6 separate regions of the Mus musculus genome follow, and all the other regions are linked to region 1. The links are chromatin contacts, called in public HiCAR-type and promoter capture Hi-C maps. All regions are on one chromosome and are shown on one strand. The core of a region is the stretch at or near the end of the contact, and the rest is flanking DNA. Distances in the headings are between cores, read along the strand shown. Region 1 holds the start of B4galt1 (UDP-Gal:betaGlcNAc beta 1,4- galactosyltransferase, polypeptide 1). Region 2 holds the start of Ndufb6 (NADH:ubiquinone oxidoreductase subunit B6). Region 3 holds the start of Myorg (myogenesis regulating glycosidase (putative)). Region 4 holds the start of Rpp25l (ribonuclease P/MRP 25 subunit-like). Region 5 holds the start of Galt (galactose-1-phosphate uridyl transferase). Region 6 holds the start of Kif24 (kinesin family member 24).

Region 1 (2,919 bases), core at 402-2,901:
AGGTTCCTCCCAAACTTGATGTGAAAACATTGAAGTAATTATTGGAGACATTGAGCAACAGGCTATAGGAAGGCCTGCTCTGCCAAGGCTTTCCCAGAATGAGACAGAGCTATTAGCACGCTGCCTGCCTGTCTGTCTGTGGGGAGATGGGATTCACTCTGCGAAACATTCTCTAAAACCTGGCACTACCTGTGATCTCCAGTCAAAGTTCTACCCTGGCCAGTCGCCTAGTACTGGGAACACAAACTCATATACTTGCCCCCCTGCCTGGTATCAGCTGGGCAAGTATTTCCAGGAAAGTGCAGCCCCATTGACCGGGTTAATTTTAGCCCTCCAGTCAGTCCCCTGAGTACACAGGCCCTCTGCCCCTGGAGAGGGCCCTGCTCAGTTTGGTTAAGAGGAAGCATCAGGAGGAGGAACTTGGGGTGGGAGACAGAAGGCCCCTTGGTTCAGCACCTACAAACAGGAGGAAATCCCACAATTGTAGCAACTTTCTAAGAGTTCATCCTCATTCTTTAAACTCTTAGTTACAATGTTTCATTTACTTCTTCAAAACAACTCCAAAATACGTGTGGTTTATTATCTCCATTTACCAGAAAGAAACCTTAAAGAGAAAGTTAAGTGGCTTGTTCTAAGGCGGAGTGGAGGGTGGTGGGGAGGGGAGGTGGTTTTCTCACTGTCGGTCTTGTCCTCAGAAGGTTGAAGGTTGCCGGTGTTGCTACTATAGGTAGGGAAGGTTGCAGAGCAGCCTTTTCAGTCTACTCTAAACTGACCCCAACTTCAAACTTCCTGAGTCCTGGGCCAGAACAAGGGTGTCTCCAGGGCCTTGTCTGGTGCTGGGGTAAGAGCCTGGGGGTTTCCCAACAGGGCCCCTGCCTCTTGAGACACCAGCCAACCTCTCTTTGGGTCATCCCAAAGAGGATTAAGCCCTTCTTGGGGATTATGCACTCTGATCAAAACCTGGTGGCTGGCAGTCCTGAAAGAGATCTTAGGATAATATCCCTGGAACCCTACTGAGGAAATCCGAGGAGTCCACGTCCTCAGATCCTGGGTCTTACCGAGCAGCGGGGACTCCTCAGGGCAAGCTGGCAGCGACAACAGTCCAGTGGTGGTGGGCACTGGCAACGAAGACAAGTTGCTCTTCAAGCCGGGGCCAGAAGCTGCACCAGGGCTGGAGTCGAGACCCGGGCGAGGCTTCGGGGAGACGCCTAAAGGAGGCGGCGGCCGCGCACCCCGCGGCCGCTGCTCTCCTGGGGGCTGCTTGCTGGCTGCGGCGCCGTTCGTGCCGCCCTGCAGTGTAGAGGAGACTCCGACCAACTGGGGCAGGCGGCTCAGATCGCGGCCAGAGAGGTAATAGACGAGGGTGACGCCGAGGTGCAGCGCGCAGACGGCCACGAGCAGGCGGCAGGCCCGCTGCAGGGTCGCGCCCGGCATCGCGGCGCTGCCGCCCAGGAACTGCTCACGAAACCTCATCTTCCCGCCGCGGCTTTAAGAGGGGGTGGGCTACGGCTGAGAGGACGGCCCGCCCGCAGGCCGCCCGCCAGGCGCTACCCGACCACAGCGATCGAAGGAGGGGCCGGGGGGAGGGGGCTAGGACCTAGCGCAGCACCGGCCGCCTGCGGCGGAAAGCCGACACCCCTGGCCGCGGGACTTTGGAGAGATCAGCGGGAACCACAAGCGCGGATGAGCAGGGGGCGTGGTCTCGACCTAGGGCGGGGCCTCAACCGGGTTTCGGAAGGCTGTTCGCGGAACCTGGGGGGGCGGAGTCTAAGGGGTGGGGCCGCAAAGCGGGTCTTTTTCGAGAGGGGCGGGGCATGAGGGACAAGGCTCGGAGAGGGGACTGAGGGGCGGAACCTTCAGCCGGGTTTTTCTGGCAGCTAAGGGAGGGCGGAGCTTGGGGGGCAGGCACTAAGGGGCGGGCCCTCGGGAGGTTGGGTTGCAGGGCGTCGCGACACTTGGGGACTAAACGTGGCGCTCCGCCAGCCCCACCGCAGCCTTGGGTTGAGCGGGCATCCCATACCCAGCGGCGCTCAGCTTTTCTTCCTAGCGTTCACCGTGGAGCTTAAGTCTCTCTAAACCAGCTTCTTGTTCAACGAGCTGCTCACCACTTCCTGACGTACCCAGTGACTCGGGTATGGGCCTGGGACAGCAGCTAGTGAGGACAAGAGGACAGGCGGTAGCCTTGGGATAGTGAGAAAATGGAGTGGAGAAAGGTCGTCTAGGAAACCGGCTTCGACGTCCCGCGAGGCCAGCGGACGGATTCTCTGGGGCGTTCCAAAGATCCACTTACCCTAGCTGGGTCCGCCTGCCTGTGAGGGGGCTAAAGTGGAGGAGCTGCTTATTGAGTCCTGCTAGGGAAGTGACCATCTTGCTCTACTCTTACTCCCACATAAGTGTTTGCAGGATTGGGAAACCTCAGGAACCTGCCCAACTTGGTTCTAGGTGCAACATGGCCTCTAGTGCATGCCACATGGAGATGACACATGCTTGTTGGGATGAGACTGGCAGAAAACTGCATTAATTCCTAAGCCTGCGTACAGAACAGCCCGTTGTACACAGCGCTGGAACACAGTCCCCATTTAACAGAATACTGGAATCTAGGCGCGGTCGTGAACACCTGTAATCCCAGACTCTGGTTGCGGAGACAGGAAGAGCCAGAGTTTGGAGCCAGCCCAGACTATGTAGTAAACAAAGATTTCAGTGCCTTGGAGTGAATAAGAATGAATGGCCTGTAAAATCTCACAGCTGATAAGCTGTGGAACTCAGGGCTCCTAAAAACTTTGTCACTGCGCGTTCCTTTACCTAACCTTGTTGATCTGAAAGTGGAAGCTGGAAGATTTAAGCACTTGAAGTCTTGACCCCGAGGCCTCAGACCCATTTATCCTTGAATGTGATGAGAACCTTAAGATGGGGAATGCT
Region 2 (2,782 bases), core at 148-2,647, 570 kb before region 1:
ACCCCTCACTTGAGACAGGGTCCCAAGCGTTAGCCAAGGCTGGCCCGCCTCCCTCTGCAGAGATCCTCGGCTATCCTCCTGCCTCAGCCTCTGGAGCTGCTGTGATTACCAACATGCGCTGCTTACTCTCCCTAGCATGAGCTACCTTATTTTTCAATGTGTGTGGAACAAAAACCAAACCAACTAACCAAACAAAAACATTCCACCACTACCAACTATGTGTGATAATTATTTTACAAATTTCTAAATGGAACATATTTCCTGACAGATTGGGGCTGACCTACCAATTTCAGTATTTTCACTAACTCTGAGGCTTCCTATAGAATATCCATAGATTCTAAGACAGAATAAGCACCATTCTGCAAGACATAAGGCATTGTTGTTCAAGAAACCAACCAACCAACCAAGACTTTGTACAACTACTACTTCTACTTCTACCACAATTACTGGAAGGAGCTGAAAGCAATTCCCACACAATGTTCGCTACTCATCATTGATGTGATTTAATAGCAGTCTCCAAGAAAATATCTGGAATCCTTACAATAAAAAGCAGTCCTTGAGTGAACGGTTTTTCTGCCTGGAGGTCATGGAATGCAATTTAAAAGTAACTAAAAGTGTGTTAAACGTACACAGTGATGCGTAGAAAGGGAGCTTTAGAGTCTGACAAAGCATACCAAATAGAACCCTGTCTTCTGTTGCGACCCCATGGGGCTGTACTATACCAGCTGGCCAGTCTCTGGCACCTCAACCCTACCCACCGCGTAAGTGTTCTCAAATACTGAAATCACAGCCTGTGATCTCAGTTAATTCTGACCAGTTTAACCCGAGAAAAGGTATCTACACTCGAAAGAACTGCATGTGCGGCGAGCGTCTTGTAAAACCTAAGACCCGACTTCTCAGTACACCTGACAGCCACCTGCTCCTGGACTCCAGACCCCAGCCCTGAACAATAGCGACCTGACAGCGTCTCCGCTAAACCTGAGCCCCTGGACTGATTGTCCCTTGGGGCCCTCCCGGGTATGCGGGCTCTGGACAGGGTTGGGCCTTGATGGAACTGAGAGGAGTGGGCTGGGAGGCTTGGCCAGGCTGCGACCCGGGGTGGGAACCCGGACACCCGTGTGGCTCATCACTCACCATGTTCTTCCACACGGCCCCGTCCCGCAAAAAGTTATCCCAGAATCGCTCCAGGGGCCACATCCTGCGCGGGGGCAACACGGGCTCCCGGGGACTCAGCTCCTGGTCCTTCAGCCATCGTCTCCTTAGCTCCCGCAGCTGCTGCAGCCGCAGCTTCTCATCCGGCGTGTACCCTGACATGTTGCCGACGAGCCTACACAGGACCGGTCACTGACCTGCCCCTCCCGCTCCGCAAAGCGACCTTGAGGCGCCTGGAAGCGGCGCGGAGTGATGACGCCACACCAGCCCCGCCTCTGGGGGCGGGCCGACTCCTTCGCGGAAAGCAGGCTCTGCTCATGCGCAAAGCCCTCTCTTGGACCCTGGGTTTTAACAACCTGGGTTAAGTATGAGCTCAGGAAGGTCCCTGAGTTAAGAACTAAGTGGGCGGTGTTGGAAAGTGTGAGAAGTCCTGGGGCTAGGGTTCAGAGAAAGAACTTGTAGGGGAGGGGACCGGAAGAACAAGGACGATGGTTTAGCGAACCTCTGCCTCGCCCCCTTGAATTCTCTTCTTGACCGAGAGACACTTGCGTCCGAATTTGGCTCCCACCTCTTTCGTAACCCGCTAAGTAATCTTGAGCGCCTATCTCGGTTTTCTTCCCTCTCTGTACTGCAGAAATAAAGAGCACCTTATTTGGGAGGCTTCCATAGGCTCGCTCACTCTTTGATTCTGCCGGCCCACTTTGTAAGACATCCCAAAGGTATGGCAGTAAAAATTTGTAGGGGTGTGCACGAATATTCGTCACAACACGATATGTAATAGCAAAACATTGAAAAATCACCTCCCAGATTTCAGAATAGAGGATTAGTGGGAAAGCTTATAGTACTGTAAAGCATTGGTATGCTACTGCCATAAATGAGCCTTCTATTCATAACTGGAGTAACTTCTACAATCTATTGATAAGTTAAAAAAATAAATAAGTAAATAAAACCAACTACACCAAGTATGCTACCTTTTATCCAAAAGCAGGGAGAGTAGTAGTGATACTAAATATATATACATGCTCTGAAAATTTTAGAGTAATAAATGAAAATAATTTTGTTATTTGTATTTGGTTTTGGAGACAAGATCTCATGTTGGCTTTGAAATTGCTATTTAGGGAGACTGGACTTAAACTCCGAATTCCCCTGCCTCCACTACTCATGAGCTAGATGAAGTACACCAGTATGCCCAACCTAACTACTGCTTCAAACACCACCACCAATATTATATAGGGAAGATAGGATAGACACAAAAGTAGGAACTAGGGAGTTTGGAGGTGGCTTAGCGGTTAAGAACACTTACTGCTCCGTCAGAAGACTGAATTAGGAGAATCTAGCTACATGGTGGGGCTTCTGGAACCTGAGTGTTCTCCAGCAGAGAAGAATATGATTTATAAGGCTCTCTCTAGCGAACCAGAACTGGGGAAGTTTCTAAGACCAGTAAGCAACTTGATTAGCAGGTTTCTCTGGTCAAAGATGAAAACATTTCAGCATCAGTAAGTATGAATTGAATGATTTTTAAAATATAAAACACGTCACACATAACCAAGTCAAAATACTTTATTAAAAAATCTCGTTTTTGATTTTTGGATGATTTTTTTAAAGATTTTATTTATTTTGTGTGTATGAG
Region 3 (2,951 bases), core at 220-2,719, 650 kb after region 1:
TGGAAAAAGAATGTCAGGTGCAGATGAGCGTTTTGGTTCTAGAAGACACGATTCAGTCCCATTCTTTTCCCTGCCTTATCCTCTCCCCCAAACCCCGCACCCCCTAGAGCTCTCTAATCTCTCAGGTCACTACCCAAGCACAGTCTGGAACAGCCTCTACTTCCGCTCTGATCTCTAACACAAGTTAGAGATCCCCTCTCCTCCTTTGGGTAGCAGTGTCTTTTACTGATACTCTCAAAGCTGAGTGGAACCCAAAGAAGACTACAGGGGCCCCAAATTGGCTTACTGTACACTTATGTTCATTCAACATAAGCAAGGCTACATCCTGGGCATCAAGGGGTTAAGAGGAGAGGGTTTGAGTCTGAATAGGAAAGACTCCCTAAGCCCCAATGCTTACATATTAAATTGGTCTTATCTTATGACCCCCGGGAGCCTGAGAAGCTCACCATGATATCCTCCAAAGCCCTTTCAAAACTCAGGCAGAACCCATTAGGGTTTCGATGAAGGACTGGCGCCCACAGATTTAAACACCCACCTGGTTGGGCCTCACCATGTTCTTCCAAATGACCCCATAGCGTCCAATACCAGCAACACTGCGAGCTGTTGTCCATTTTATAGATGGGAAAACACAGCTCGTCAGAAGCCACCCACTGGGATCCAAACCTCCTGCCTCCACCTTCCACCATGAGAATGGGTGTGGACGGGTGAGGTCTGTCTTTTCAAAAGCTGCGGCAGATCCAGCTTGCCTCGGGCAGATCAGGACGGTTTTAGGGGTGTGAAAGGGGCAATTTAATGGCATCTGCTATTGTAGCCGAGGGGAGGAACTCTGTGGCTCCAGTCTTAGTGGCGTTCTAGACCCCTATAATCTGTCGAGTCTGCCAGCTGGCCAACACAGGCTAAGGCTAGCAGGTGGGGTTTGCTGAGTGGCTCAGCCTAAGAAAACTCTTGTTCGCTACACACTCAACCTCAGTCTTGGCTGCAAGTCCCAAGCCTACAGTTTAAGGGCGGGCCCAGCTCAGCATAACTGAGCCACTTGAGGCAGAGGCCTTTGTCGGACACAGTTGGGAGGGGAGTGGAAATGTCAAAGGCAATTCGATCCTGCCCATCTCCCTCCCCTGCTCAGGGACGGGATCCACAAGGATCAAGTAACTGCACTAACACAGCCTGGAATACTTCACACCCACCGGTGGCCCCACACCCCACACGATCCAAAGGGGCAGAGGGAAGGGCAAGGAGCCCGTAGCCCGCTGGGAAGCTCTGGCCTGAGGAGGGGTTCAGGTGTCCAGGGACGCTCCACCAACTAGAGCAAGTTCAGGAACTGTGTGCTCCTTAGAAAACTCACCACCCTCACTGGGACCCAAAGGCTTCCCACTAGGTTCACCTACCTCAGTGACCGCCACACGGAAGAAAGGGAGAAGGGTCCTCCGGCTGATCTTTCTACGCTAGCAGGAGTTGATCAGCCACAGCCCTGCGGGTTGCTGCCTGGCTGGGCACCGTGGAGCCCCTCCTGCGCCCCGCCCTCCGGCTACTAGGCCACTCCCAGCCGTCCAATGTGGTTTCAGGCCTGGGACTCCAGCCCCACCCCTGGCGCTCAGCCCCTCCCCCACTCTGCGTGCCTTGCACAGACTTTCTTCTCACCGCCCCAGATCTGCCCTTTGGGCCCGCCTCTAGCTTGATTCCACCTCCCGCCTCAGGCGCCGCCCTTGCCAGACCATTGCTAGCCTGGCTCATCCCCAGGCCTTATGGGAGATGTAGTTCCGAAGGAAGGAGTGGCTGATTGTTGGGGTTCTTGCTGAATGTTAGGGTTCTTGCAACGCCATGCTAGGATTGCTATGTGTATAAGAGCACAGCAAGGCAAGGGGGGAAGACGTATCTGTGATGGTTTGAATACGAATGGCTCCCACAGACTCATATATTTGAATGCTTAGGGCCTGGGCATGACACTCTTTGAAAGGATTACAAGGATTAGGAGTCATGGTCTTGTTCGAGTAAGTGTGACCTTGTTGGAGGAAGTATGTCACTGGGGGTGAGTTTTGACTTTTTAAAAGCCTATTCCAGGCTCAGAGTCCTCTGCCTATAGATCAGAAGGGAGGACTCTCAACTGCTTCTCCACCATACCTTCCTGCTGCTATGCTCTGCTATGATCACAGACTAACCTCTGGAACTGTAAGTAAAACCCCAATTAAATTATTTTATAAGAATTGCCATGGTCATGGCCGGGCGTGATGGCGCACGCCTTTAATCCCAGCACTCGGGAGGCAGAGGCAGGCGGATTTCTGAGTTCAAGGCTAGCCTGGTCTACAGAGTGGGTTCCAGGACAGCCAGGGCTATACAGAGAAACCCTGTCTCAAAAAACCAAAAAAAAAAAAAAAAAAAACAAAAAAAAACAAAAAAAAAAAAAAAAAAAAGAATTGCCATGGTCATGGCGTCTCTTCACCATGCCATAGAACAGTGACTAAGACAGGAGTCTTCAGGAATCTGTTCCCTCAAGGTCTGGGGAGCTGTATTCTTTTAAGAACTGGCACAGGGTTGGAAAATAGAAAGCAGATAAAGCAAGCTCACTGACCCAAGTTGGATTTCTGGAACCCCCAGGCTGGGAAGGAGAGGGTAGACTCCCTCAAGTTGGCCTCTCATCTCCACGTGTTATGGATAAAGTGTAAAAATGGCTTTAAAAACTCTGGGATGACCTGTGCTCCCATTTCCCACTGTCAATACCCCAGTCAAGAACGCCTTGGAGGGATCCTGTAGACCCAAAGAGCCTATGTTCCGAACTGTCAGTTCTCAGCACTCAGGACCAGACTAGCAGTACCCCAGTTTCTGCTCGGTATTTTGCAATGCCCACTATACCCTAATATAACGTGTAGCTCCTTCTATTAGTGACAACCTTTAGTTAGAAATGATTGTGCCATGCCATGTTCTTTCCCCTAGAGGGAGCAGTGGTGCAAGAAAAT
Region 4 (3,009 bases), core at 45-2,544, 860 kb after region 1:
CTCTTCTTAGAGAAGGCACAGATATTCAGGTCTAGAGAACAGTCAGGCGCAGCAGATCTTCAGGACCGGGTGTCCCGAGCCCTCCTTCGGGGTCTGGGGCCACAGCTGGGACTAGGTATGGAACCCAGGCCAGGAGGTGCACCTGGGGGTTGGTAGCCACATTCACTGGGGTCCAAGGGGTCCCGACTAAGCAGTACCCACACCGCAGGCACGTGGCGTCGGACTGTGAGGGGGTCTAGTCCCGTGTCTGGTGAAGTTGGGACCCAGCTGTCCTCCGTTTGCAGGAAGCGGAGCTTGGTGAGCTGGTGTAGGCCCGGAACCCGCCTTTTGACAATCTCTGCACAGCTGACAGCCTTTCCAGCAGCCCGGCCAGAGCCTGAGAACACCACGTGCCTGGTGCTTCCCCCTTCCAAACGACCCAGCGCCAGCCCTAGCAGGTTTCGGATTTTGCTCCCATCTCGGACTCGCATTTCCAGAGTGTCAGGAGGTAGCTGGGGCATTGGTGATGAGGCTGGAAGCTCTACAGAGCCGGCCCTCCGGTACTGTTCCATTCTGCCCTCGCGACGTTGGTGGGTCTCTCTCTGGATATGCACTGCGGGTAAGAGTCAGATGAGTGGCGGGAACATGACCAGGTCCATCCTCCATCACTCCCTCCAGATTATCGCCTTGTTCCTCACCCCAGCGTCTCAAGGCTGGGGCCAAGAATTATCGAGTCCTTAGACCCCTTTCTAAATACATCCACGAGTTTCTAACACGGGCAAGACCAAATTCCCCCAAACCAGGCTCTCTGGTGGGTAGGCCTGTACTTCTTTATGATCTCAAGCTCCTGGGGGCTAGGTCCCAGACCCCTCGCCCACAACTTGCCAAGAACAGGCGGGCTCTCCTCACAAGGCTGCAAGGACTGGGACAAGGCTCCCTTACTTTGTGCTTCCAGAGACTCTTGGCTCCAAACTCCCTGGGGCACAGCCACGAGGCCTCACTCCCCAAGAAAGTACTCCCCAAAGAAAGAATCGACCCTGCCTACGAGCACGGGGTGCATGGGGGCAGAGAAGACCTCACCCCCACATTAATAGAGTAGGCTGGCTTGAACAGGGCCACTCGGGAACTCGACCGGAGAGCTGCTTCGGACCACTCGTGAGCGGTTGGCGGGCTCCCCAATCGTGGGCCGCTGTTTCAGGCAGCAGGCATTTCCCCTTTCCCCAGCTCTGAGTCCCCATCTCCTGGGATTTGGCTCTTACCACGGTCGCCAGTAGACGCTCGACCCTCACGGAGTAGCCAAGATGGCGCGCAGACCGGGAGCGCGCGGAGCCGCGGGGCCGCGCACGCAGGGGGCGGGGCCTGAGAGAAACCCGGGCTGCTGTTCGCCTGTGATGGTGGCATCTGGCCGGCCTCCAGCGGTCGGCGCGTTGATCCCGGAGCACCCCGCTACCTGCAGAGGGCCCACCCGGGAAAGGAACGGCTATCGGAGGAGTCTTGCGCCCGAAGAACGCAGATTTGTGCCTTTAAAAGATGGACGGCATGCGTCACCTGCTGACACACCGGAGCAGCGAAAGCGAAGCCCCTGGTGGATAAAAGCAGGTGAGACTCTTATTTACGGAGTCCTGAGCTTTCTTCTCATCCTGGGACACTGGACGACCCCGGCGGTTTTCAGGAGGATCTAAGCGAGTGCATAACTCATTGGCTGAGAGGATTGGTGTATAAGCTGGGTGGATCCGGTAGTCGGGGCAACAGCTACTGGTGACCCTGGAAGGGGCTGTACTCAACATCACCGTAGCGCTTCGGCCACGGGGGCGTGCCCACAGAGCCTAGTTCAGTATCCAGAGTAAAATAGGCCCTCCAATATTTGTCCGATGATATGCTAACCACAGAAACAGCAAGAATTGAGGATGGTAGAAACTTGATAGAAAACTTGGATGAAGTCGGGCAGTGGTGGCTCACGCCTTTAATCCCAGCACTTGGGAGGCAGAAGCAGGTGGATTTCTGAGTTCGAGGCCAGCCTGGTCTACAGAGTGAGTTCCAGGACAGCCAGGGCTACACAGAGAAACCCTGTCTCGAAAAGCTCAAAAAAAAAGAGAGAGAGAAAACTCTGATGAAGTTTTGGGGAAGAACGGGCGACTCTTCCGGTAGAATAGTCTAGGGTAAATGCTAGTTTCAGATCAGTTTGGACACGCTGCATTTGAGATGCTGACAACTCCACAGGTTGGGTGCCATACAGGCACTTGAAGGCGCCAAGGCACTCCCTCAGACCACAAGAGGGCAGCATACATTTGGTGGAGCGCGTTGCTTTATAGCTGTTTCTCCCTGCTTTCTCTCCCCCATTCCTAAAATTTCCTACATCCAAACCTCTTGGGCTCCTTCTCTGGCTACTGGTATAATGTAGACACAAGGCTGTGCTGCCTTGGTTCTGAACGTCCCTGCCTGCTCCTCCATGACCATCTGACATGTGGGCCCACCTGGTCTTCCCCAAACCCTGTGAGGTATAGGCGTCCCTCCTGTGCCCTCCTTACCATAGGATGATATTTAGAGGGTAATTGGCAAGTATGGGGTAAATAAATATACAATGCCCCACTGTATCAGTCAAATGATGTAAGAACTCTTTATCTCTCCGCAAACCAGATCAGGAGTATAGCTCCTGGCCCCACCCCAAGGGGTTGACAGCTCTCCCCTTCACCTCCCAAATCCTCACAGCTGAGCCCGTCTTACATCAGCAGGCCAACAGGCTCCTTTAGTGGTCGTTCAAGTTTATTGTCACTGGAATAAATACATTGACAGGGAGTACAGATCATGACTCTAAGGTCAACCTGACCCTGACCTCAGAGCCGCCAGTCGAACACAGACAGGTAGTATCTGAATTCAGAGATGAAGCTGTCTCTGCCTTATAGAGACAGGTTGGTGCGAGGCCCTCGAGCCGCCTGCCTTCCCCTGGTGGGGACGTGGGGAGTGGCTGTCATTCCTCTGCTGGCTTCACTTGCTTGGCAGCCTCTAGCTGGCAGAGTAACTCATCCCACT
Region 5 (3,086 bases), core at 458-2,957, 900 kb after region 1:
ACTGAAGTCCTGCCTATTTCTCTTCTTCTCTCCTGCCCAGCTATAGGCTGTAGGCATCTTTGTTAACCAATCAGGGATAACTTGAGGGGCAAGGATGCATAGCATCACTTGGTATAGATGAGAATGTCCTTGTCTGTGGGAGTGACCAGACCTTGGGAGCCAGTATTTAAAATATTTATTTATTTATTTATTTATTTTATACATATGAGTACACCACCATTGCTTTCTTCAGACACACCAGAAGAGGGCAACAGACCCCATTACAAATGGTTGTGAGCCACTATGTGGTTGCTGGGAATTGAACTCAAGACCTCTGGAAGAGCAGTTGGTGCTCTTAATCCCTGAGCCATCTCTCCAGCTCCCCACCTCCCCAGCCAGTATTTTGCATCATAATACATAGCAACAGACCAAACCTCAACAGCCTAGAATGTTCTATGTAGCCAGGCTACTCATTGATATGCCTGTCTCTGCCCTTCAAATACTGATGGCCTTTTGCTTGTTTTTGAAATTGGCTTCACTATATTGGCCAGGATGGTCTAGAACTTGTGGGCTCAATTGATCTTCTGCTTCAGCTTCTAGAGTAGCTGAGACTATAGGCAAATGCATCACTGTGCCTGGTATGTATGCACAAACGCATACACGCGCGCACACACACACACACATTACTGTCTTTTGGTTTACTTTTTTTTTTTTTTTCGAGACAGGGTTTCTCTGTGTAGCCCTGGCTGTCCTGGCACTCACTCTGTAAACCAGGCTGGCCTCGAACTCAGAAATCTGCCTGCCTCTGCCTCCCAAGTGCTGGGATTAATGGTGTGCACCACCACTGGCCGTTTGGTTTACTTTTATATAGATTGGGCCTTGTTATGTATAACTGCGCAGGCTGAACTTGAACTTGTAAGTTTACTGTCTCTGTTTCTGGAGTGCTGGGATTACAGGTGTGTACCACCACACCCTATACTTACTCAGTTCTCTTTATCTAACCTTATTTCTGCTCCTGAGGCTAGAGGCATAGTTACAGTGAAATACTCACACATCCGGGCAATACCTGAAGGGCCAGGCTGCAGGCTTCATCTATAGTATGATCAAGTTCCTCACCTCCACCCCCTCTCCACAACTTGCATCTTAACCACACACAGCAGCTCCGCAGGTGACCCAGGTCATGAGTTCAGAATGCTGCTGGTCTTTGCACAGGGCGTCTCTATGCTCCACACAGAACCTAGGTGCCTGGCACACGGTTAAGATGCTCAGTAAAAACGATGTCTTCTGAACAGGACAGGGCCTGATGTGCAAACACAAGAACTCACTACACCTGTGGTTACCTGCACAAAACATGAGAATGGACCCATAGAGGTTTCTTACCGGTTTGGGGGGCGGTGCACTCACGAGGCTCCGCCCTTTCTGATGGACTATTGGCAGTTAAAGGCTGCTGGCAGGAGTGTCCTTGAGTGGTGAAGCTGATATGTCATGCTCCAATAAATAGCCCTAATGTCGTGCAAGCAACCCGAATCCGTGGCGGGACGAATGGACACAGCAACCAGTTTTCACAGATGCTCTCCAGAGAAGTAGCTACAATCCGGTGTGCAGGAGAATCATCAAAACAACCTGGGGAAGTGAGCGTGGCGGTCCCGAGCCCCGCCCTCAAGTGGCAGGCTGTGCCCCCACCGTCACGTGTTGGCGACTAGCCAATCATCCAGGGTGGGCGGGGGGAGACATGGAATGGGGCGCTCACCTTGTGTACCTTAGGTCAATTCGTGTGGCCTCACGTCGCATAGCGGAGCCGATCCTGAGCAGCGCCAGCAGGCTTCAGAGGCGGACGCCATGGCAGCGACCTTCCGGGCGAGCGGTAATTGCTGGGCGGCCTGGACCCGCTACGGTGCGGAGCCGAGCCTTCCTTTTCCGTAGGAAGTTCTAGTCCCAGAGTCAAGGTCGGCACTCCTACCCGAGGCCAGGGTGGCGGGCGAGGGAAGGAGGGGCTTGCAGGCCGTGTGGCACGGAAAGCGTTTAACCCTTTAACTCCCCTCCGCCAGCCTATAGCTTCTAGAAACACTGCGCCGACCGAGCGTCCCTGTACTTGGGCCTGCTAGGGCATTAGAGCCACTCGGGGAAGAGAGAGACAGGGAGTTTTGCTGACTGATCCTTGTCTCTCCCCAGAACACCAGCATATTCGCTACAACCCGCTCCAGGACGAGTGGGTGTTAGTGTCGGCTCATCGCATGAAGCGGCCCTGGCAAGGACAAGTGGAGCCCCAGCTTCTGAAGACAGTGCCCCGCCACGACCCACTCAACCCTCTGTGTCCCGGGGCCACACGAGCTAATGGGGAGGTAAGCCCGAATACACAGCCACCAACTGGGATAGGAAAAAAATCCTTCTTCCTTATTACTACCCTTCGCCCACAAGGGGGAGCAGTGCGCCTCCTTTTGGGTCATTTCCGGGCAAGCAATTTTGATCCTTTGAGTGGGGCCTTCCTCGCCCCCGTTGCAGCCTGGATAGCCCTTGAATTCCGTCAGGTAGTATTTCTAGCCTATTCTTGTCAGTAGGTGAATCCCCACTATGATGGTACCTTTCTGTTTGACAATGACTTCCCGGCTCTGCAGCCCGATGCTCCGGATCCAGGTACCCTCAATTTAACCACTGTTGGGGAGAAGGGAGACTGGGTCTGACCCGGGTACCTGTGCTACAGAGAGTAATACTCCTTTATTCCAGGACCCAGTGACCACCCTCTCTTCCGAGCAGAGGCCGCCAGAGGAGTTTGGTAACTTTGGGTTTCCCCTCTTACAACCTCCAGCCCAGGTCTGAAGACGAAGACCTGAGCTTGGGCCCTGCCCTTAGCACCCAATCCACTTCCCTATGTCATTTTTCCCTCACCACCTAGTAAGGTCATGTGCTTCCACCCCTGGTCGGATGTGACGCTGCCACTCATGTCTGTCCCTGAGATCCGAGCTGTCATCGATGCATGGGCCTCAGTCACAGAGGAGCTGGGTGCCCAGTACCCTTGGGTGCAGGTCTGTGAGGGGGAGGTGTAACTTTGGTTTGGGGGAGAACCATTACTGCTTCCACAGGGTATGGTGAGGAGGGGTTGACTTGAT
Region 6 (2,737 bases), core at 203-2,702, 610 kb after region 1:
ACCTGAAATAAAGGTCAAGGAAATGGCTTGGTAGGTAAATGCACATAACCTATAATAAGCCTAATGGTTCAAATTCAATGCCTAGAACCCACATAAAAGGTCACATGTGGTACTGCACATGTGTAACCCTAGCACTCCTAGGGAGAAGTAAGTGTGTGTGTGTGTGTGTAAGATAGAAATATCCTGGAGTATGCACTGCAGCAGCAGAAACAAGCTGCTTAAAAAACATGGAAAATGAGAACCAGTTCCTCAAAGTTGTCCTCTGACCTTCACTTGAGTGCTCACACACACACATACATACACACACACACATATACATATACACACACACATACACACACACTGTTAAGTGAAAAAAACTCAAAGTCAAATAATTGATTTCAGTTTCCAAAGCACAGATAAAATGTTACGATAGTTGGTGGTCAGTAAACAACAAGAGGAAATCCTCGGGCATATAAGGACAGAATGGCCTGTTATAAGCAAATACATTTAGGGGTTTGAGAAGAGGTACTTGTAGGCCAGACTACAATGTGGAGAGAGCACGTCTCTCTGATTGAGAACTTTGTCTCAAAACCAACCAACAAACAAAAGCCACACAAACAAAAACTTAAAAAAAGAAAAGCAGTAAATAATGAAGTAATGTATGTATGCTAGCGGTCAGCTTGCTTTCTCCACTCTATTACTGCTCAGAATTCCCTGCCTTGGGAATGTTGCCACCCACACTGAGCAGGTCTTCCTGCCCCCAACGTGGGAACGCCAACGCTGAATTTTCTGTCTCTTGTATATGAGATTAGGGTGTCCTCTCTCTTCCACCTGCCCCCAAATCGACTTTGAATGGGACAAGGCAGAAAGATAACTGAATCTATTTGTAGTGAGTGAAAGCCAACTGAACAAATATTTCCTTAAAAAAACAAAACAAACAAACAAAAAACTAATATGCGTAAGACGCTGTGGAAAGGCTTGTCTTATCTCAGAGGTCAAAATTATATGAGAAAAAAGGAGAATGAGGTTTGCGGAAGTTCACAAAACAACCGAAAGTCCAATCGAAGCGCTCTGAAGAGCGTGTCTCAAAGGCAAGAGGCCTTTGGGGTACTCAGAAAAGCCTCAAAGCTGGTGGTGGTCGAGGTAATTGCTGAAGAGGCGGTAGACAGGGAGATGAAACGTGAGAGAGCGCGAGAACCCTCGAAGAACCCGAGAAGCCAAGTTCTAGTTACCCCGCAAATACCGGTCTCGGCTCGCGCCGCTCGCAGACAGGAGCACCCGCTCCCGCGCAGGCGCAGAGCCTGGGCTCAAGCTAAAGCCACCGTTTCTCACCTCAGGGCAATCCCGGCTCCTCCTCAGTCAGTTTTCAGGGAGGACCGAAGAAATAGTGCGGTGAGGAGAAAGCCCTAAGGCCGGGCTAGCAGAGCGTCCGGTCAACCCGCCTTAGGTGTCCGCCAGGCCACATCCCCATGGCAACGCCACAAGCGCCAGTTCGAACGCGCGCGCCGACGCCCGCCCGCCCGCGGTCCCGCAGCACCGACCAATGGTCATTCACAGAGCCTGTCACCTCTCCTCTAAAAGGCCAATCAGAAATCAGAAGGGGAAGGGGGCGGTTCATTCTCCACCAATGGTTCAGCTTGAGGCAGATCTCGCGACGGTCCCAGCCAAAAAACCACGCCTCAGGGGCGGGTGGAAGCGCCTGATGCCCAATTCTGTGGCTCGTCTGAAGTGCAGCCGGGCTCTTCTGATTGGCTGGCGCGCTACGTCTCCGTTCGAGGACCGCCTCCTGCCTCTGGGCTACGGGTGAGTGCTGTGGGGCTGGGGGGCGTGGGGAGTGTCGCGGGCTCCTGACCTGTTGCTGCGGGGACGGAGCTGGCAGTGAGGCGCGTGTAGGCCAGGCCCCATCCACTCGCGGGACCTCGGTTTATCTCTGTGCACCAGAGAGGACTAGGTTCAGTGGTGAGGGCGTGGGTCGGAAGAATCCCAGAGGCAGAGAGATTCACCTTTGGGACTTAGCGGGCCAATCATATCTTCTCCCTAGGCTTGCTTTGTAGTTATCGATTAAACCCTGCCTGCATTCCAAAAGATCTTACGTTTGGTAAAAATTATTACTTGTGTGTGTGTGTGTGTGTGTCTGTGTCTGTCTATGCGCGCCACGTGCGTGCAGATGCTCTCAGAATCCAGAAGGCGTCGGATCCCAGGAGCTGGAGTTAAACGTTGTGTGGGCCACCTGGTATAGGTTCCGGGGAACCGAACCCCAATCTTTTGGAAGAGTGACAGGTGCTCTTTAGCCCCCAGAGATAGAAAGTCACAAGATTCCCGTCTTAAGAAAAAAAGGCGAAACAGCTTAAATCGAGAAGAGTCAAGTTGCCAATGCAGAAATGTTCTAATGTCCAGTGGCAATTAAGCTTAATGATGTTAGAAATTGGACGTGTCTGCATTTGATTAACTACTCAAAAATATTTCTGAACCATAGTTTTATTTTTTTTTTCCTTTTGTGAAAAATAATAGTAATGCTTCAACGGGTTGCAAAGACTATTGGGAAAAAATGCTTGGCCAGGCCTAGCCTCTCAGGTCAAAAAGGAACCACCAGCATAGTAGGAACAAATCCAGTAGCCAGCATGTGTGCAGCTTCATATGTACTTTAATGGAGTGCTCGTTTTTAGCTCAAAAATGAGCGATTCGGGGGCCTGGAGAGATGGTTCAGTGGTTAAGAGCCCTTAACCTCTCTTCCAGAGAAATTTGAGTTCATTTC

Evidence for each region. Promoter capture Hi-C pulls out the DNA fragments that hold promoters and counts their contacts. HiCAR-type assays count read pairs that join an accessible place to other places.
Region 2: a HiCAR-type map of astrocytes shows a contact between it and region 1, with 2.3 times the contacts expected there. The contact joins the promoter of Ndufb6 here to the promoter of B4galt1 in region 1. A contact is called at or near these places in 3 of 39 promoter capture datasets (cranial neural crest, erythroid cells and neural stem cells) and 1 of 115 datasets of contacts at active chromatin or transcription factors (astrocytes).
Region 3: a promoter capture Hi-C map of liver shows a contact between it and region 1, with 2.6 times the contacts expected there. The contact joins the promoter of Myorg here to the promoter of B4galt1 in region 1. A contact is called at or near these places in 3 of 39 promoter capture datasets (cranial neural crest and liver).
Region 4: a promoter capture Hi-C map of erythroid cells shows a contact between it and region 1, with 11 times the contacts expected there. The contact joins the promoter of Rpp25l here to the promoter of B4galt1 in region 1. A contact is called at or near these places in 2 of 39 promoter capture datasets (erythroid cells and liver).
Region 5: a promoter capture Hi-C map of pre-B cells shows a contact between it and region 1, with 3 times the contacts expected there. The contact joins the promoter of Galt here to the promoter of B4galt1 in region 1. A contact is called at or near these places in 4 of 39 promoter capture datasets (erythroid cells, liver and pre-B cells).
Region 6: a contact with region 1 is called in a promoter capture Hi-C map of pre-B cells. The contact joins the promoter of Kif24 here to the promoter of B4galt1 in region 1. A contact is called at or near these places in 5 of 39 promoter capture datasets (cranial neural crest, erythroid cells, frontonasal cranial neural crest and 2 more) and 1 of 115 datasets of contacts at active chromatin or transcription factors (pancreatic cancer cells).

The regions. Positions count from the first base shown.
Region 1 is chr4:40,852,333-40,855,251 of GRCm38.p6, forward strand. B4galt1 (UDP-Gal:betaGlcNAc beta 1,4- galactosyltransferase, polypeptide 1) reads right to left here and starts at 1,652. Exons shown (of 6, transcript NM_022305.5): 1 at 1,059-1,652. The coding sequence starts at 1,473.
Region 2 is chr4:40,278,024-40,280,805 of GRCm38.p6, forward strand. It overlaps Ndufb6 (NADH:ubiquinone oxidoreductase subunit B6), which reads right to left and starts at 1,398. Exons shown (of 4, transcript NM_001033305.3): 1 at 1,135-1,398. The coding sequence starts at 1,314.
Region 3 is chr4:41,501,606-41,504,556 of GRCm38.p6, forward strand. Myorg (myogenesis regulating glycosidase (putative)) reads right to left here and starts at 1,470. Exons shown (of 2, transcript NM_001085515.2): 1 at 1,386-1,470.
Region 4 is chr4:41,712,223-41,715,231 of GRCm38.p6, forward strand. Rpp25l (ribonuclease P/MRP 25 subunit-like) reads right to left here and starts at 1,295. Exons shown (of 2, transcript NM_027278.3): 1 at 1,239-1,295; 2 at 1-592. The coding sequence starts at 551. The coding sequence ends at 60. It overlaps Dctn3 (dynactin 3), which reads right to left. Exons shown (of 7, transcript NM_016890.4): 7 at 2,576-3,009. The coding sequence ends at 2,948.
Region 5 is chr4:41,753,810-41,756,895 of GRCm38.p6, forward strand. It overlaps Galt (galactose-1-phosphate uridyl transferase), which reads left to right and starts at 1,708. Exons shown (of 11, transcript NM_016658.4): 1 at 1,708-1,843; 2 at 2,152-2,321; 3 at 2,538-2,613; 4 at 2,704-2,752; 5 at 2,873-3,002. The coding sequence starts at 1,819. It overlaps Gm42274 (predicted gene, 42274), which reads right to left and starts at 1,963. Exons shown (of 2, transcript NR_155499.1): 1 at 1,360-1,963.
Region 6 is chr4:41,463,396-41,466,132 of GRCm38.p6, forward strand. Kif24 (kinesin family member 24) reads right to left here and starts at 1,453. Exons shown (of 13, transcript NM_024241.2): 1 at 1,315-1,453. It overlaps Nudt2 (nudix (nucleoside diphosphate linked moiety X)-type motif 2), which reads left to right and starts at 1,753. Exons shown (of 3, transcript NM_025539.2): 1 at 1,753-1,785.